Regions from separate parts of the Gossypium hirsutum genome. Here region 2 is linked to region 1. Evidence: chromatin contacts called from public Hi-C data. All regions are on one chromosome and are shown on one strand. The core of a region is the stretch at or near the end of the contact, and the rest is flanking DNA. Distances in the headings are between cores, read along the strand shown.

Region 1 (3,384 bases), core at 687-3,186:
GCTATATTAGATAAGATTTAAGAGCAGTTGCATCACCCCTCCCCCCCCCCCCATGCCCTTTCTATAAATACCCTTTGATTTTGGGTTGGATCATGCAATGTCTCTCGACTTTGGAGCTGGCAATTAATAATACTAAACCATAATATACCCTTTGTTTTATAAATACATAACTGCATTTGTGCCACGGTTATATTGTCCTTTGCCTCACTACATTGTTGTTGCCAATCATGCATGGATCTCTTTTGGAACCAAATTATTAGGTTTGATGAGTAGAGGATAAGTTATCAATTATGATTGGAGTATCTGTCTCTGATTTCTTACGCTGCAATTTTTATGCTTTTTTCTTCACTTCGAAATGAAAATTTCAGAGACAACTTTCCAAAATGTTATAACTATCATTATTGCATTTTCTTTTAAAATAAACTTTGGTCAGTACAATATTTGTGGCCATACGGTCAGTGTAGCTAGCGGCTGGCAGGGCCACGCTCCTAAATGAAAAAATTTGTATTTAGGTCTTTTAAAAATTTTAAAATTTTAAATTAGTAAAGTTAAAAGTATACTTTTGGCCCTTCTAAAAATGATAAAAATTTGATTTAATACTTTTAAAAATTATAAAGATATAAGTTATTAAAATAGTGAAATTATATTTTTACTATCTCAAAAATTACAATTTAATTTCGACCCTCCTAAAGAAATTTTGACTTCGCCCCTACATACTGTAACACCCCGAACCCGAGACCGTCGCCGGAGTCGAACACGAGGTGTTAACAGACTTCAAACCACTTATTTGACATTTCCCAGACAAGCTGCCAATCTGCATACTAGTCGCTTTAAAAATCATATCTTGAGTTCTGAAACTCGAAATCCAGTTCCGTAAATTTTCCCTGAAACTAGACTCATATGCCCATCTACATATTTTTTTTCTAGAATTTTTGGTTGGGCCAATTATTACATTTTATTAGTAAAATTCTCCCATGTTACAGGGATCGACTACACTGACCTTTGCGCATTACGACTTGGATATCTCCCTGTACAGAGCTTCAATACTGATGCCATTTGTTTCTATAGAAACTAGACTCAGATAGGAATCTATACATATATGTATTGACTCCTAATTGTCTCTGGTTAATTTATAATGAATTTCCAAAGTCGGAACAGGAAATCCAGAAACCGTTCTGGACCTGTCTCACAAGAACCTGAATATCTCTTAACATACTGTCCGTATGATTGTTTCGTTACTTTCCTATGAAAATAGATTCATCAAGGTTCGTTTAAATAATTTATTCACTATTTAATTCCATTCCTACTATTTTTAGTGAATTTCCAAATCTACATCACTGCTGCTGTCAGCATCTGCCTTTAAGGTAGACCCCTTCAACCTTTCTTCTTCCTTCCTCCTTAAATTTTTTTGGCCAAAGATGAACCAAAGGATGAGCACTTTTTTTTTGTTTTTCTTTCTAGTTTCGGCAAAATGGGGGGGGGAACAACCACACATTTTTTTTCATCATATTCCCTTTCATTATTTTATGCCCATGCTCCTTATTTTATTTTTTCCACCCATGATGCACCAACACAACATGTCTATGACATGTCTTGCCCATCACACTTGGTCTACCATGCTTGTCATGGCCGGCCACTACTAATTAGGGGGGGGAATTTGACATGCAAGTCCCCCCTTTTTATTTCATGCACTATTAGGTCCTTATGCTTCGACCTATCACATTTCAAAAATGTCGCACATAAGTCCTATTGACTAAATTCACATGCAATCGACTAAATCGAAGCTTGAAATTTTCACACATTCATAATTACATATTCTAGACAATAAATATCACATTCAAACATTTCGGTGACTCGGTTTAGCGGTCCCGAAACCACTTCCCGACTAGGGTCAATTTTGGGCTGTCACACATACGATCCAACTAGTGAAGCATGGATCATGCTGTGAGTAGATATGTTAGAATTATTATTTTTAGATATTCACATGTCATAACATACAATTGAGTGTAATCTATAGAAATGAGTATTAATTAGTTTGTGTTATGATGTGGGTTCAAATATATCAAAACACACTTAAGATGGTAAAATTTTAAGAAAGTTGTGAGCATCAAAGAGAATAATTACAACTTATGTATTCACGACATCACTCATGCCCCGTGAGCTAAATTAGGCCATGGCAATCAAGAGCGAAGCTAGAAATCTTGATGGGGAAGGGTGGGTATTTAAATAAAACAAACATGTTCAAAGTATGCCCAACCCACTTTTAATAAGCTATTTTTAATTTCGAGATGACGGGCTAGTTCTAATTTTAACAATGTATTTTTAAAATCGGGATAATCTTAATCACCAAAATTTAGAAAAAACAAATTAAGTTAATTGCTCAATTTGTATTAGATATTGTAATTATTTAAGATTATTTTTTATTTAGTTACTATTTATATACTATTCATACTTAGATATTGGAATGATTTAACTTTACTTTTACCAAATTAATATTTAGATACTATTTTGTATTAATTTATCAAACTGAACTAAAAATGTTGCTAAATTTATCACAAAAATTATAAATTCTATAAACGAAATAAAATTTAAAAAAAAACTTTGGAAAACAAAACTTTATCCTAATCTTAAACACTAATTATAAGATAAAAATAAAAGTTTTAAAAACTCAAAGGGACTTAAATGAAATTTAACAAAATTGAAGGGGGCGGGGTCACTGCTAATTAGAAATTGTAACTAGAGTATGTCCTTTATTTTTGACACAATATTAAGGGTAGAAGATGAGGACAATACAATTTAAACTTATATCAAATGAGTATCTGACAAGAGTTTTAATCATCACTTCATTCAAGTCAAGGTTACGACATTCTTTATTTATCTATTTATATAATATAATAACATATAAATATAATATAATATAATTATTAGTATTAGTATAATCATATTCTAATTGGCTTTAAATTATGTTGTTCAAATGGTTGTTGATTTTTTTTTTTTCAATACTTGAGTCAAAATCAGACAAGATGTGCATGTGAGGCAAAATGTTTAAGCAAAAGTTAACTTTATTAAAGAAATGATGGAATTTGATTAGTAATTCAAAGACAAAAATACAGACAAGACTTATCCATTCTTTCACTCATATTATAGGGCCATAAATTTATCTTCCAGTCATAAAGACCTTTTTGTCACAACAAACGCCATAATAAACAAAGTTGTAATGAGATTGGAATTGCAACACTTCTCCTTCTTCTTTTTAAATATCTTTCAAGGGCAGTTAACGAAAATTAAGATTGTTAACAAAGAACTCAAAGAAAGTTATCAATTTTGTCCAATTAAAATGAAAATAAACTCTAACTATTTATTTAAAATTTAAATGACAATAAT
Region 2 (3,549 bases), core at 78-2,577, 72 kb before region 1:
TGGGGTAAAAGTTAAAAGGAAAGAAACGAAAAAAGATTTTTAAGATATGAATTATTTTTTTATTCTCTTCATTTTCTGTATAAATTATTTTATAAAAAGGACATTGTAAAAAATCAGCCTAACCAATTTTTTCTCCTTTTCTTTAATAATTTTTAACTATCTAAACAAAATAATAGGTAATTCTTTTCTCTCCTTACTTTTTTCCTTACTTATCTTTCCTTTCTTTTTCTTTAATATTGTGAATCCAAACATAGGGTTATGTAAAATTTAACAAATTTCAACTTCTTTGGAACAATCTATTCGAGGTGTGCTCTTTGACGACTATTATATAAGGCATGAGAAACTTGTTGTCAATAATCTACCCACATTAGATAACTCAGGTTAGTATTTAAAATAATATTTTATAAAATATTTTAAAATCATTTAATTTAAATTGCAAAAGTAGTAGTAAGCATCCCAACTTACTTTTAATTTTAGCAAACATACATAAATAATTTTAATTTGATTGACTTGTTTTCCTATAGCTTAGGCATTGTAATCATCGTCAACTTGTGGGGGCTTTCTATAAAGCTATAGTCTTTTGAACCAAAGCAAAAGTAGCATGGGATTTACTTATTACAACTGTAAAGTACTAAAATGGATTTAATTTAATACTCTTGAATTAATTTGAACCTCTTGTCAAGCAATGGGTTTTATTTCTATTTCTACAAGTCACCTAACTTTATTGACCCAAGACTCATAATATAATTGTTCGTGGCAAAGGGATTGACTATTGACTTCCATACCTATTTTATTACAAGTAGAAACTTTTATACAGAAAACCTGTATATGCATTTTACAAAATCCTTTTTTTCTCCTAAAAAGATCTGATTGGCAAATAAATTTAAATAAAAAATCATTATTAAATAGTAATTCACGTCAATCATAACAGAATTTATAAAATTCGTTTTCTAAATTAAATCTAATTCGTATAAATGGAATCAGCCAAATCAGGTAAGTAATTTGAGTCTAAATAGGCGGTAAGGTAAATTGATGAAGGGTAGTTTTCTATTAAGGTATTTATTAGAGTAAATTCAGTGATTAATTTTATATGCTCTGTAAGAACACTGAGGGGTAAATATTGATCATAAATTTTAAAACTATTTGATATTTAAAATAAAATTAAATCTTCGTTAAGATACACGAAACTTTTATCATATCACCTAAAAGTAGTTTTCCATTGAAGAATGGAACCTCCGTGTTTGTTACACTAATGCTTCCATATTTATGAAAGTGCTAGGAAAATCAGCTAAACTCTTTTTGTGACAAAGACTTTGACGGTGCAATATTTACATGGACAGGACATATACCTTATAGATTGGGGTCACCAAAATTGACGCATCACCCTATTTTATATTTCACAATAACATTCGAATCACATATTTAAACTAAGATAATATAAAGAAATTATCTCATATGTTGCTACATTAAAACTAGATTAACAGTCCTCGGATTATCATCTAAAGGGAGAAAAATCCTATTAAAAGAATTAATTAAAAAAACGAAACATTAGATGACCCCTATTTATTTTATTTAAATAATAGAAATCGGATATTCTATCAATTAACTTTGAACTCCAGTTTTCATTTTTTATATTTTCCCCCAAAAGTCTAACTTGAAGGCTAAAAAGAAGTGGAAGACTAAGTAGGTTCTAGAAATAGTCCAGCTTTATTATTTGATAAGACTAAACTCTTTAAAATATAGATTAGTTATGGCATCGGGGAAAATTTATATAATATATAAGTTGTACCTAATTTAGTATTTAAGTTTGTTTTTTTTAATATGATCATGTTATATTTTGGTTTAATATGATATTTGTATTTGATAAAAGTTATACATTTTGATATTTAAAAATAACAATGTTAACTTTTTAGTATTGAATTTGGGTTTTAGAATTTATTTGAAGAAAATTCATAATTAACTAATAATATTAGGAATTAACTTTCATCGGTTCAATTGTATACCCAAATTAAATCATATCTTTTAGACTATATTCGACAAATTAAATGAAAAATTAAACAAATTCACAATTAACACAAAATTTATTCTATTAATAAAATCATAAAAAAATCAAACATAATGATATTAGCAATTAATTTTCATCAAATCAATCTTAAAACCTGAATTAAATACTAAAAAGTTAACATTGTTATCTTTGGGTGCCAAAATATATAGCTTTGGTCAAATACATGTACTAGACTGGAAACAAAAACACAGGTATTGTATTAGAAAAAAAAAAGGTCAAACTTAGGTACATAGTAGGGTAAAAGTCCCAAAAACCATTCATTAACGTAAGAGAATGTTACAAATACGTTAGTGAAATAAACAGTAATGTAAAATATTGATTTAAATTACAAGATCGAACCAGAAAAAATATAGATATATAAATAAAAAATCTGAAAAATAGAAATTGGAAATAAAATTGGATTGAAATTTTGTACTTGTAGGTAGGCAGAAATCCTACTGGTAGTTTAGACCTGTTTGCACAGTTTCCTTAAGACCGATTCGGCCGCTCCTTTGGTGTTGGAGAAGCGTTGGTTGACTGTCTCCCAAGATACAACAACGAGATGAGCACGACAGTAACACAACTGCAGTGATCAATGAACTATAGTCTAGCTTTCTTCTATCACCGAAAATAGGCTCGAAATATGCAGGAAAAATGTCTCGAAATTTTTTTCTAAGAAAAATAAAGGAAAATTCAGTGTGTTTTTCTCCTCCAGATTATTTCGGTTTAAATAAAATATTCAAAATGAAAGAATTTTTGGATTTTTTAAACTAATGGAGCCATTAATGTTCATGAATTAAGGAGCCATTAAAAACCCAAATTAACATCTAAATTAAAGGAGCCATTTCACTCTATTTCACTCAATTTAATATTTTTTTCCTTTTAATTGCAAATAGATTTTGAAGAGATAAGCTCTGCTGAGGAAAAATAAAATTACGTATTGGGCTAAAATACCTGCAGGACTAGTGGGGCTTGACTGATCTGAACATTTCGTGTCGCCCATGTCCTGCGGGTGCGCCCCTAATCCCGGCGGGTTTGGATTTGCACCCCCTTGTGCGCGAGGGAGAGCATTAGCTTAGTCATTCAATAACCACCAAGTTGATTCATATATATAAACATATTCCACACTTGATATCTAACCAATGTGGAACTAAGCTTTCCATTTTCCTCAACATAATTCACAAGTGGCTTACTTTGAGCATCAATTTCTCATTCATCGCTCAACCATTTTGAGCATATGATATACCTTTGTAAAGGTATCATGGGGTAGAATATAAAACCATAATTTTATGATTCAAATCTCCACCTTTACCAATCGAGAATATGCCTCAAAACTTCTAAAAATCTATTTTTTCCAACAATCCCCTACATGAATGAAATTGATAGTTTTAACGAAAAATATTGACTCGATGTGGTGATAGACTCTATGATTAATAGTTGCATAGGATAGGTAGACATCAACCCTTGAACCTTCCCTTATGAAAGTATATTTACTTTACTAGCTG

What was found. Hi-C and Micro-C count contacts between places; a contact is called where the count stands out from the background.
Region 2: a Hi-C map of petal shows a contact between it and region 1, with 3 times the contacts expected there. The contact joins two enhancer-like sites. A contact is called at or near these places in 4 of 34 Hi-C or Micro-C datasets (fibers, leaf, petal and 1 more).

The regions. Positions count from the first base shown.
Region 1 is chrD01:45,078,128-45,081,511 of Gossypium_hirsutum_v2.1, reverse strand. No RefSeq gene overlaps it. Among protein-coding and RNA genes, the nearest start is that of LOC121214206, 32 kb to the left of the region's middle. Within about 2 kb of position 1,936, at least 1 of the 9 cell types and tissues checked has an H3K27ac peak or open chromatin away from gene starts, as enhancers often do.
Region 2 is chrD01:45,148,964-45,152,512 of Gossypium_hirsutum_v2.1, reverse strand. No RefSeq gene overlaps it. Among protein-coding and RNA genes, the nearest start is that of LOC107922619, 12 kb to the left of the region's middle. Within about 2 kb of position 1,327, at least 2 of the 9 cell types and tissues checked have an H3K27ac peak or open chromatin away from gene starts, as enhancers often do.